Linked DNA regions of Mus musculus: region 2 is linked to region 1. Evidence: chromatin contacts called from public Micro-C data. All regions are on one chromosome and are shown on one strand. Each heading gives the region's core, a stretch centred on a gene start, on an enhancer-like site or on the middle of the called end of the contact. The rest is flanking DNA. Distances are from core to core; before and after follow the strand shown.

Region 1 (6,463 bases), core at 3,901-6,400:
GCAGTGAGTGCTCTTAACCTCTGAGCCACCTCTCCAGCCCCTACTCCATCATTTTATATAAGATACTCGAGAACCTCAGGGTTTTGGTATCTACAAGGGTACTGGAACCTGTTCTCAAAGACACCAAGGATGACAGTCTAGGTCATCAGTCAGGTTCTTAGCACAAGTAACTTGTACGTAGCCCATGGCTGTGTCAGGAAGAAGAGGCCTTTGTGTCCTGAAGGACTGTGGGACAGCTTGGGTGGTGTCTCGGTTAGGGTTTCTATGGCTGTAATGAAACACCATGACCAAAACAACGTGGGGAGCAAAAGGCTTATTTGGCTCATGCTTGCACATCACTGTTCATCATTGAAGGAAGCCAGAACAGGAACTCAAACAGGGCAGGAACCTGAAGATAGGAGCTGATACAGAGGCTATGGAGGGGTGCTGCTTACTGGCTTGCTCAGCCTGCTTTCTTATAAAACCCTGTACTGTCACCCCAGGGATGGCACCACCCACAATGGGCTGGGCCCTCCCCCATCAATCACTAATAAAAAATGTCCCCCCCCCACCCCCGCCCAGGTTTGCCTGCAGCTGGTCTCACGGGAGCATTTTCTTAATTGGGGCTCTCTCCTCTCTGATGACTTTAGCTATGTCAAGTTAAGACTCTCCCACACAAGTGGGAACTGGGCTCAAGGCTCTGAAGCCAAAGTGCCCAAGTGTGGTGATACTGGTAGAAGCCTCTGTAGCTGCCCCAAAGAGAAGAGAACTCTACTGTCTCTCTTGCTTTCTAGGTTCCATGTCAAGGGCTCTCTGTATGGATCTCATCAGGTGACACAAGGGAGGAGACACACTGGCATCTAACTATGTCAACTTCCTTAGCGGGAGTAGTCTGTGCACCCCACAGGCCAGTCCAGATGTTCTTGCTGGAATTTCCCAAAGTCACTGTGTCAGCACACGGCCCTTCCCTCCCCCATTTCTAGAGTGGGGGTTTTATTCTATTGGAGGATCCCAGATTTTGGAAGCCCAGATCTCAACCACCGGCAGCGGGTGTGTGACAGCACCTCTGTCATAGCTTAATTTCTGTTGCTGTGATGAAATGCCCCACCACACACACACACAAAAAGGGTCAGCTTCAAGGAGAAAGGCCTTACTTTAATTCACAGTTCCAGGTTACATCCATCATAGCAAGGAAGTCAAGGGCACCAGAACTTAAACTGGTTATTCCTGTCATAGCCACAGTCAAGAGCAGATTGAACGATGCCTGCCTGCTTGCTATTCAGCTCTGTTTATCTACTCTATTCAATCTGGGACCCACTATTCAGAGAATAGTACCATCTACAGTGGACTGGGTCTTCCTATATCAATTGCATAATCAAAACCATCCCCCACAGACTTGCCCACAGGCCTGATCTACACTATCCCTCGTTGTGACTTCTGCCCTGGGCAGCTATAGAACATGTCAAGGTGGTGATTAAAACTATCCAACACCTATCCATCACAGCAGTGGTAGGTGTTTGGCAACCACAGCCATCATACAGGATATCCTATGGTCCTAGAACTGTTGGGAATCAGGGGGTTGGAAGTGAGGCCTCACCCTGCCTTGAGTCTTTCTCCAGCTCCCAGGACAGAGAACTAGACACAGGACCTAGCACTACTTGTTCAGGCATTAGGGGAGGGACGGGTGTCCTGTGGATATGCAGTGGGAACATTTCACCTGGCGTGGGCCCAGGGCTTGGGCTCAGAACTCTGGGCAGAGAAGCCAGAGGCAGGTTTCTTAGCTAATGTGTCTCAAAGCCTGGGGCTTGGATGGAGCTGCAGGGATGGGTCTCTGGAATGGAGACAAGGGGATGGTGTACCTTGTGTGGTGTTAGAGAGTCACTATCTAGAAGAGAAGAGAGTTCTATGATGAAGGTAGGGGCTGGGCCAGTCAATGTCCTGCAGGGCGGTTCCAGGTGACATAATGTAGGGAGGGGACAGAGGAAGGGCTGAGAGCTGTGTGCCAGGAAGACGGCTGTCAGAGGTGTCGCTGTCAGTGAGGAATGAGGTAGGAGATTAGACTTTTGGGTGTCTGGTCAGGGAACAGTACAGATGTGAAGAGTTAAAAATTAAGAAGCAGGGGGTTGCAGAAGCATCGTTTGTGTTCGAAATGCTGGGTGATATCAGCGAGGAGGTCCCAGTGGCGAGTGAAGGGCACAGAACCAGAAACATTCATGGGATTAGCACAACTGAGGGCCACGGACATGGGCAAGATCGTGAAGAGTGGTAGAATGTGGAGGAGAGATCTCTTTTCTGATCGAGTTGCCACATTAGTTAGTGCTTGATGCCCATGGGGTGCCTTCTGGACTGTGGTCTATTTGAAATGCCTCTGGTTTCTATAAGCATCGGAACCACAACTTGACTGAGTATACTCATACTGGGTGCCCCCATCCTCCTCCCCCTTGCTCTCCCCTCCCTCTTCACCCCTCCTTTCCTCTCTCCCTTCTCTCTGCTTTCTTCCCTCCCTGGAATTGGAGGGAGTTATTGGAGTCCCACCTGCTGTTTGCATTTTGTTGATACCTGAAAGTGTCACCTATACTTCATGCTTGACATCAGAAGCAAAGACATGCACCTGCATGGCATGTGTAACTGTCCTTACTACAGTTCATCTGGCGCCCCCTTCTGGCCTCTGTAGGCGCCAGGCATGCATACAGTACATACACACACACACACACACAGAGAGAGAGAGAGAGAGAGAGAGAGAGAGAGAGAGAGAGAGGAGAGAGAGAGAGAGAGAGAGTCAAAACACTTATTATACACATAAAATGAAAGTGATAAATAAATCTTTAAAAATCCTCAGAAGCTAGCTGTCACATCTCAGGTTCCCTGTGTGCTTGTTTGGGCCCCTCTCCGGGTGTGTGTTTACTTCAGGAAACAGTTTCCAGCTGCTCCTAGAATCCCATCTGTCTGTTTGTTCTCAGCCCTCCAGCATTTATTCTCACCTGTGGGGTGGAGCGGCCCTTCCATCCACAGCCCTGTCTTCCGAGCTGGAAAATGCCTCACGGTCCCCGAGTAGCTTCATTATTATTCAGTCCCCACGGCTTTGATTACAGCTTCAGTGCTGGCAAAGGATTTCTCCCCAAAGCTTTATTGTGAGAAGTCCAGACGAGTTCAGAGGAAAGTGGCGAAGACCAGGTGGCAGCGGTGACTTCGCTTGTTTGCTGTGTGTGTGTGCTGACTGCCCATATTAGTTCTTCTCACGGCTGTCAGAAAATACTTGACTAAAGCAACGTACGGAAGGGGCGTTTATCTGCTCTGTGGTCTGGGGGTACAGTCCAGCAAAACAGCACATGCCCCTTTCCCAGGCAGCTTCCAGAACAACACCACATGTCTGTTCTCAGCAAAGCATCCTCTCTTGTGTCTACTTCAGCCAAACATCCTCTCATAAGACAGTTTCCAGAAAAAAATATCACATGACACAACTGAATCTCCAAAGAGACCAGAAATTTCCACTTCAGGTAGAAATTAACTAGGTGTGTCTCCTAGTTAATTCTAAGTTTGGTAAAGGTGACAGCAGGGATTAGCTATCCTACCAGTTGCAGGTCAATCACCCACCCCCTGGCCCTTGCATGCTTCAGCATACATCTCCTAAGACAGGAGTGTAGCTAACAACCTAGCACTGCTGCACATAAGAAATATAACAGAGACACAGATTATGTACCTCCAAACTGAGATGAAAAGTCCTCACGCCCCCTACCTACCACATCCTTATAGACAAGGGCTCTGCAACAGCTATATCCCTAATAGTTTGGCTGCTCTTTAAACCATGTGACATCAGTATCACACACTGCAGTTGGGTGTCACACCCCACCTTCTTGCTGTCCTGAGTGAGACCTATGGTCTGTGGTCATAGGAATGTCCAGATTTTTACGCTGCAGCCGTGCACACCCTTAGGTGACATCCTGGGGACACTGCTGAGGTTCTGTTAAACAGCCCTCTTTGTTTGGCATTCCAGTGTCTTTCTGCCCACTTGAAGACCGCTTCTTCTCTTTATATAGGGGCACACTTTTCCTGTACTGGTTTAATTTCCTGATGACCTGGGCCCTGAGCCGGAGGTTCTGGAGCTGTGCTCGGAGCCCAGGGTCAGTGGTTGTAATGGGACTTTCTCATAGCCTAGGGCTGTGAACTCTTTCCTCTCTGCTCCCCACTGCCTCAACTCTTTTCTTTTAATGGCGTGGGGTCCGTGGCAGAAGTTGAGCTGACATTTTGCCTAGGGTGCTTGGTACCTGCTGGCCCAGGGAACGGGGGCTTGCTTCAGGCAGCCCTGAGTTTGTCACTGGGCTAGGGTGGCTGCCATACATCAAAGGGTTGGGGGCGGCATGGTCACATCCACTGCCCCTGACTGGGTTGAGCAGCTGGAAGGTGATGAATTTGACCGTGCAAGGCTCCCGACACAAGGCCTGGCTGCTTTCCTTGTGTGCTGCTTGGATAAGTGGGATGGATACCCAGTGTTTGGAAAGAAACAAGCAAGGAGTCAGGGGTGAGTGGGAACAAAGACTTCTCCTCTTCCAAGGTTCCTGGTTCCCAGAAGGCGTGTCCAACCTTCTGACATTGCAACATGAAGCTATTGTCTACAGGGTTCACATTCACACTTGAGACTGGATGTGTGCAAGGCGGGCAGCTAAAAATGAACAAAAACAAACAAAAACCCCATGGAAATAGCCACTCCATAATTAAGGGGGAAGGTTTTTTATTATAGGTAAAATAGAGAGTGGGGGTGGGGTTCTACCATGGCTATATTTCAGGGACTGAGAGAGGATCAGAGAGAAGAGAGCCGGAGTTGATAGAGAACTAGATGCCCTCTCTGGAGGTTGGGGGACTGTCTGTTGGAGGGGAGAGAGAGAGAGAGAAAAAAAAAAAGACTTCTGGCAAACAGAAACCTACTTTACACAGTTTCTGAGGACTGCTGAGTGTTTACATGGTTGGAGGGCAACCTCAGCTGAGTCCACATTGTCACCTTGGAGGGCTGGGACCTGATACTGACCCATTCAGTTATGAAAAACAGAAACAAACTAACCAGACACCAACAGAGCAAACAAAACCGCACAAAGCAGCAACAAGGAAACCCTCAACGTTTTCATTTCAGCTACAATTTTGGGTTGGGCCACATTGGCAGCTGTTCTTGGCCACATATGGCCGGAGGTCTGTTAAGACAGCCCTGCCGAGGCAACGGTAATTAGTGCCTGATGTCTGCATAGGGTTTCTTGGATTTAAAAAGAGAACCTATTTTCTGTTCTTTCCTTTTTGTTTTGTTCTAATGGTGTTTTTTTTTTTTTCCTCTTTCTCTGGCTTCTGTTGTTGCCCCCTGCTTGCCAGTTTGCTCATCCACCCTGTATGTGGCTGGATTGTTTGTGCCCATTCCCTATCTACCCCCACCACTGCCCACCCCCACCAGCCAGGCTCCCACCTGCTTCTGGCTGCCCAGGCTTCCAGCTCAGCAAATTGCATAGGGAGGAGGTATGCACATCTGTTAAAATGTAAATTGAAAAGCGTTTCCTTGGTGCTTGGGGACAATCCCAGGGCCTCTCATGTACTTACTATGAGCAAACCCTCTACTTCTGACATCCCTGGCACCCCTCTTTTGTCTTAATTGTCTCAGCCTGATGAAGTTTTTTTCCTAGTTTGTTTGGAAATGTCAGAAGCAACCTTAGCCCCATGGCAAGTTGCGTTCACAGACTGGCTCCTGCATCTGTAGAACCTGCCCTGCTTAATCCACCCACTGTTTAGTACAGAGCTGGTTAAAGCACCGAGTGCCAGACCCTCTGCTAGGCGTTCCTGTTCTAACAGTCTGAACCTGTCACCAAGTATCAGGGAAGCTAGTGTGCTCATCAGGGGACCCACTGTGAGGTTCTGGGTCTCAAGTTCTCCTGGCAGATGTCATGGGGGAACCCCTCAGGAGCTACCCCAGCAGCAGTACTGCTGATCCCCATGAGATGGCTTTAGAGGGGCACAAAGGCACCGTGAGTTCACGTGGAAAAACAGAAAAGTGAGGTGGTTGGTTTTCCAGGGAGGCCACAGCCCTCATATCAGCTGGATTTCTTAATTTCAACCATTGTCTAGAAATTGCTGCTTGCAGTAAAGTCACTACAACTTGTGTGAGAGAGACCACCTTCCCTCCTTTAACACTGTTTTACTAGTCTGCACTCAGCAGGTCCCCAAGTAGCCATGGCAACCATGCCACCCAATGTCAGACTTTACACCAGCATTCTTTATTCTCTGACCTTTGCAACCTTAAAGCCTGTCCCTGGTGACAGGCCTCCTCCAACATGGCCATGCCTCCTCCAACCTGGCCATGCCTCCTCCAACCTGGCCATGCCTCCTCCAACATGGCCATGCCTCCTCCAACATGGCCACGCCTCCTCCAACCTGGCCACGCCTCCTCCAACCTGGCCATGCCTCCTCCAACCTGGCCACGCCTCCTCCAACCTGGCCATGCCTCCTCCAA
Region 2 (5,884 bases), core at 463-2,962, 930 kb before region 1:
TGGCCCCAGACCGTGAACCCGGGTATGAAATGCCTTAGTCTTCCTCAGCAAAACACCCTGGCGGAGTTGTGCCCTGGTCCCACTAACCCCAAATTTTCACGAACACCGCAGAGCCCCTGTGCAGAGAGCAGGAAAATGTCCCCTAGTCCACCGTGCAGGGAGGTAGGCGATTCCGACCACCAATCCCGGTTCCAGATCCCACCAAGCAAGCCTGGCCTAGCGCGGAAATCACAGCAAAAATCTGTGTTTTACTGCTGCCTAGGACCCCTGACCCATTTGCCCAGGACAAAAACACTAACAAGCTCTGTGACATCCTCTCCGAAAGCTCGCTCTTGGCGCCCCCTGCCGGGAATCTCCGGGACGCCGCAGGCGCAGGAAAGTTAAAACCCAACTCAAGGCAACCGCATCCAGGTACAAACAACAAAAAAGGACGTGAAAGCGCTTCCCGCCAAAGCCCGGGGCGGGAGGTGAGGGGTACCGGGACCGGGACCTACCCGCTCTGGGCCCAATTCCAAGGGCGATCGCCGGAGATCACTCCCCTCCAACAGTTCCTCGGAATATCCTGAGCACCGATCTTCTCCTGGCCCCAGACCGTGAACCCGGGTATGAAATGCGTGCGGCTGGGCTGCCCGCAGACGGGGGCTCTGCGATTGGAGCTCATCCTGCTGAAGCCCCAGGCTTCGCCATCCCTGCCTTAGTCTTCCTCAGCAAAACACCCTGGCGGAGTTGTGCCCTGGTCCCACTAACCCCAGATTTTCACGAACACCGCAGAGCCCCTGTGCAGAGAGCAGGAAAATAAATGTCCCCTAGTCCACCGTGCAGGGAGGTAGGCGATTCCGACCACCAATCCCGGTTCCAGATCCCACCAAGCAAGCCTGGCCTAGCGCGGATTACGCACACAGATCTCCACGGGTACCTGAAAGGTGCTGGCCGAGGTGCAGGCTTGCCCACTGACCGGTCGCACACCCGGACCTTCTCAATCCACGCTCGTATCCAGGGAAAGGCTAAGACACAAACTTCCAGCCCGTGCACTATCTCCACTGCGACCGCCCCCGCTTTGATGGTAGTCCTGCACGCGCCTCTGCCAGGTTGTCCCCACCCAGGTGTCTGCAGAGTGACCCTACCAGAGACTTACACCACCCGCAAATGGACCAGTGCCGAGTCCAGTTCACACGTGCAGGGTCTCAGCTATGACACTCAGGGACTCTGCGGGGAGAGAGCTCACCAGATGCCGGGCGCGTTCCTCCTGCTAGTCATCCAGCGCCCCGGGGCCCGGAGCTGCTCCAAGGGTCCTCTTCAGTGTACTACGAGGGAAGTCGAGGCAGCCGCCACCACTGCACCCCGCCACTTCTCCAGAGCTATCCTCCTCTCGCAGCGCGCCAGGCTGGGGACCAGCTAGTCTGCCGGAGTCTCCAGTTGTGCAGCTGAGTGGACAGGCTCGCGCCGAGAGAGGGCGACCGGTGAGGTGGCAAAGTTGGGTACCCTCTGCTTAGTAGCTGCGCGTGGGAACCAAGAACACCCCCAAAAAGGATTGCACGTGCCGGGACGCCCCCGCAGTGGGAAGGTGGGATACAGAGGTCGCCACAAGGCTGGGGCCACCGTCAGCCAAGGGCTGAGGAGCCCACCCGCGGCGGGAGCGCAGCGCGCGCGGGAGTGGGCACAGCGTGAGCAGCCGCTGCTGACGCCGCCTTCCTAGCGAGTAGACCAGCGCTGGGTGAGCGGGCCCAGAGCTCGGGGCGGGGAGCACAGGACCGCCTCGCCTCGCCCCGCCCCCGCCCCGCCCCCTCCGCCGCACCTCCCCTACTCCGCCCCTCCCGCGTGCAAACTGAGCGCCCCACCCACCCCTGACCTTCCCAGGCCCCTCCTCTAGCCCCGCCTCTTCCCGAGATGGGACCCCCAAACACTCCCCAGGGGGCTCTCTACACACCCCAGGAGTTCTATTTGTGCCACCAGAGTGCAAGCTCACCCAACTGGTGACTTTTTTCGAACTCCCTTCCTCGCCTGGAAGAGACCTTCTTTGGCTACCCGCCCCTTGCCCGGTGGCTCCTACGTGGCTACTTTGCAGGATGGGCTGTATAAAGGGCTGGAGGCAGTTCAACCCAAACCAGAGACGTGGCGTCTGCTAGGCCTGCCTAAGCTCCAGGTAAGTGCGTGCCCCCGGCGGATCGCGGGTGGGAAGAAAGTGGAAGTTTAAGATTCAGTTCTTCTGTGTCATCATAAGAAGACTGGGGTGTGCTTTGGGGGTGGTGAGGGGCCCGCCGCGGATTCTTACAGGCGAGCTGGGCCCAGCAAGGCTCTCAGTTCTTGAAAAGGATAGATCAGAGAAATGAATAAATCTGCCATCCAAGGAAATAGAGCAAGAGGTTCCCAAGTAGCCCTAATGGGAATTAGGAGAGGGTTACCTCATGGACAGAAACAGCTGGGCTAATTGGTACTCCGCAAGTATCTTGGGAGTTTACTGAGTGAGCATGGGGGCAAAAAGTTTATCTTGGAACGCAAAGTAAATGCCTTGGGAAGGCAGCTTTATTGACGCGTTGTTCAGTTCTCCTTCTAAGGAAGTGATCAACTCACCAAGTTCTAAACAACATACAAGGTTGTGAAGAGGGGAAATTACAGGATAAAGTCAGAAACCGTGGATCCCTGCCCCTACAGCCATGCTTGGCGATCCTTTTCCCTCAGGATAGGGTAAAGGAACGATGTCTTCAGGTTTTCCTCCCATATCGGGCCTTGTTGGTGGCCTCGGGTGCTTTTGCATAAGGAACCTCATCAATGAGTTTCTTAGCTGCAAGACCTAAGGATGTTCCCATTTGCCACAATCACATCCTGGTATTGGCAGGTTGCAAATGTGCCCTGGTAGGGGATAGGGGCGCCGGTGACAGTTCGGGGCCTCTGTGAGGGTTCCATGATGCTAAACAGGGACCGGGTAATAGCTGGAATGTGTCACCGCTCATCCAGGACCACAGAGATTCAAGAGGAGGTGAATAGAAGCACAAGTTGCCACCAATTTGTTGTGTCTGTCACCTTCAAATGAAAGAATTAGGCGAAACCATTTTTGAAAGAGTCCATTGGAGGCTATGTCAACCCCAGAGTGTGCTGTGTCTACAATTGTGGAGCCTGAAAAGTATGGCCCCAACGCAGATGTCTTCTAGGGCTTGTTTGGGAAACATCTACTACAGATGCTTGGCTGGCTTCCAGCTCTGGGGTGGCAGCTCCTGGCTTCTAGATCTTGCCCGGAAAAGTTAATAGGCTTCCTTTGCTTCTCCCTGCTGTTTCAGAAGTGGGTGGGAACTAGCGCCATTCTGAGCACTCCCCTTCTCTTGCCTACGTGGCACAACAGTCTGGGAGACTTTTGGGAGAAGGAGGCCTTCTAGGGGCCGACAGTGGAAGACCTCAGCCTCACACTTGAACCCTATAGCCTTCAGGAAGGCAGGGTGGAGCAGAACAGGGTGGAGAAAGACAAATTAAAACTCAAATGTACTTCACTCTTTCTTATGCTTATCCCTCAATGTCAACTGATAAAAACAATTAGCACATCTTTTTAAAAAAAAAAATATTTTTTTTTTTAAGGAAGAAAGGAATGAGGGAGATCAAACCTGTGCACTCAGGTGGCTGAGGCAGAAGGATTGAGAATTCAAGGCCAGCCTGGGACCACCTAGGGATAACTTATAAACTTACAAGCAGACAAAGAAACTCACTCTTAGCTTGGAGGCATAAGCGCTGTTTACCGTGAGGATTATCCCATAGAATTTCACCCTCTAAATGAAGTGAATTTGTGTTACTGGGGCAGGATGTAGGTTTGATTTTTGCCATTTACAGACTACACTATACCATTGTTAAATGTATCAGTGATAATGAATTACAAATCTCTAAGAAACAAGACCAGAAACCAAATCCTCATTTGGAGTGCTTTCTTGGTCTAAAACAGTGATTCTTGACCTGCGGGTCACAACCTCTTGGCTGGTGAACGACCCTTTCACAGGGGTCGCATAGCGGATATCCTGCATGTGAAATGTTTACATCATGATTCATAACGGCAAAATTACAGTTATGAAGTAGCAGTGATATAATTTTATGATTGTGGCCCCCACAGCATGAGGAACTGTATTAAAGGGTCGCAGCCTTAGGAAGGCTGAGAACCCCTGGAGGTGAAATGGTCCTAAGCTGACACTGATTTTGCTACTGACTTGCAGAAAGTTCGTGAACTTTTCTGAGCTCACTCACGTCTTCTCATGCAGCTTGACCCACAAGCACCAAAGGAGAAAGAAGCTGCTCAATAAAGCACAGCTGAGGCTTAGCACAGAGCAGGCACTCTGAAATGCAATTGTTTTTAAGTATTTAGAAATATTTCCTTTTCCTAGTAGAATCTGCTTTCCCCTTTTGGAAGGCAATCCTTGATAAAGGCACCTTGAATCCTCAGATTTTTAACTAAATGGGCTTGTTATTTTGCCAAGAATGTTTTGTTGATATCAAGATAAAGTGTTCTCCCCCTCCCTTCTTCTTTCCCTACCCCTCCGCTTCACCATCCCCCCAACACCATCAACTGCTTCAGGTGGGCCTGTGTACAGGGCCAAAAGTGAGAAAAGCTGTGAAAGAAACCCATTGGTGAAAATGATGAATTCTGGGGCGCTGATTCATGTGACTTGAAAAAACGCCATCCATTTCCTGACTCACCGCAGATTCGGTTCAGAAATATGAAGCAGTGCAGGACTTTCAACTAACACAACAATTTTGTCTTTTCTTTATATTCCCTCCCAGTACCTGACTAAAGTCCAGAGAATGGAGCAGGGAGGAGCTGAAGAGAGCGTGGCTGGGAGACATGAAGACAGAGCTGTGGACCACAGTTGGCTTTCCTGGGAACACTCCCTAACTGTGGTCTATAAGATGTAACAAGACTATTACTCAATTATTACAAAGAAGAAAAAAAAAACCAGTGCTGGCCTCTTTACATTGTGTTTTCCTGTAGATGAGCCTGGCATATGTTACAGTAACCATTCCATAGTTTATTTTCCCCTCTGGTTCCCACGATTGTCTGACCCTGCCCATTTTACCACGCCTTTACACTGGCACAGAGAAAGGAAGTTTGATGTCTCTGTAGCATTGCTCGGTGCTGCTTCGGTTTTATGTACTCTGTAGTACTCAGAAGACCCACAGTTTCAGTTACAGGTTACACCATGATGTCTATCATGGATGTTGTCACAGAGGACGGCTTTTAAACTAGAGGGGATGCAGATTGCACAGACTTTCAGTGCCTCCTGTGGTCTCTCAGGATTCACCAAAGCCCCTTTAAGGTTGTTCCTTTGCCCCCCCCCGCCCCCCAACAAAGCTCTCTGGTCTTAAATGCCCTCTTCCTGAGTGGTGTTAAGGAGACTAGATGTGTTTTAAAAGAACACTGTAGGAGCTTAGACTCTCACATCTCACACCCACAAGAAGGAGCACAATTGGATATGATACAAAGTGCAGGTTCTCCATCCTTAAGGTAAATTTCTAGGCTGCTAGGATGTGTGAAAGAGCCTCAAGCATGGCCCTCTCTACAGACTAATGTCTTATTTAGGGTCTGGCTTGGCTTCCCAGGGCTGATCAGAGAAATGTGACAATGGACTCTGTCCCTGGTTATTCCTGATGGTTGACATAGACTGATCTACCTTCACCCACCCCAAGTGAGTTCTGCTTTTCTGTGACCTTTGAAATTCAACCCACACTAAGAATGGCATTCTTTCACTTCAAGGCCACATCCAAAGAAGGAGCTCAGTTAAGTGTCCAGGCCTCAGCAGTAAATATCTGCAGGATGTACCCAGACACACACTCTAGAAGATGAGCCTGTGCTCTGTAACAGGGTGGGGTTCACTTTCTAAAGTTTTCTTCTTCCTTGACATGGTCAGTGACT

The links. Hi-C and Micro-C count contacts between places; a contact is called where the count stands out from the background.
Region 2: a contact with region 1 is called in a Micro-C map of palatal mesenchyme, with 4 times the contacts expected there. The contact joins the promoter of Sema5a here to the enhancer-like site in region 1. A contact is called at or near these places in 1 of 39 promoter capture datasets (embryonic stem cells), 4 of 484 Hi-C or Micro-C datasets (the HL-1 cell line, brown adipocytes, neural progenitor cells and 1 more) and 1 of 115 datasets of contacts at active chromatin or transcription factors (embryonic limb bud).

Annotation. Positions count from the first base shown.
Region 1 is chr15:31,317,343-31,323,805 of GRCm38.p6, reverse strand. The region is part of intron 2 of Ankrd33b (ankyrin repeat domain 33B); the gene reads left to right. Among named protein-coding and RNA genes, the nearest start is that of Ankrd33b, 47 kb to the left of the region's middle. Within about 2 kb of position 5,150, at least 43 of the 459 cell types and tissues checked have an H3K27ac peak or open chromatin away from gene starts, as enhancers often do. A contact at or near this core is called in palatal mesenchyme, where this site is marked.
Region 2 is chr15:32,240,641-32,246,524 of GRCm38.p6, reverse strand. Sema5a (sema domain, seven thrombospondin repeats (type 1 and type 1-like), transmembrane domain (TM) and short cytoplasmic domain, (semaphorin) 5A) reads right to left here and starts at 1,712. Exons shown (of 23, transcript NM_009154.2): 1 at 1,226-1,712. Snhg18 (small nucleolar RNA host gene 18) reads left to right here and starts at 1,863. Exons shown (of 2, transcript NR_038186.1): 1 at 1,863-2,143; 2 at 4,756-5,884. It overlaps Snord123 (small nucleolar RNA, C/D box 123), which reads left to right and starts at 4,593; the gene lies at 4,593-4,680.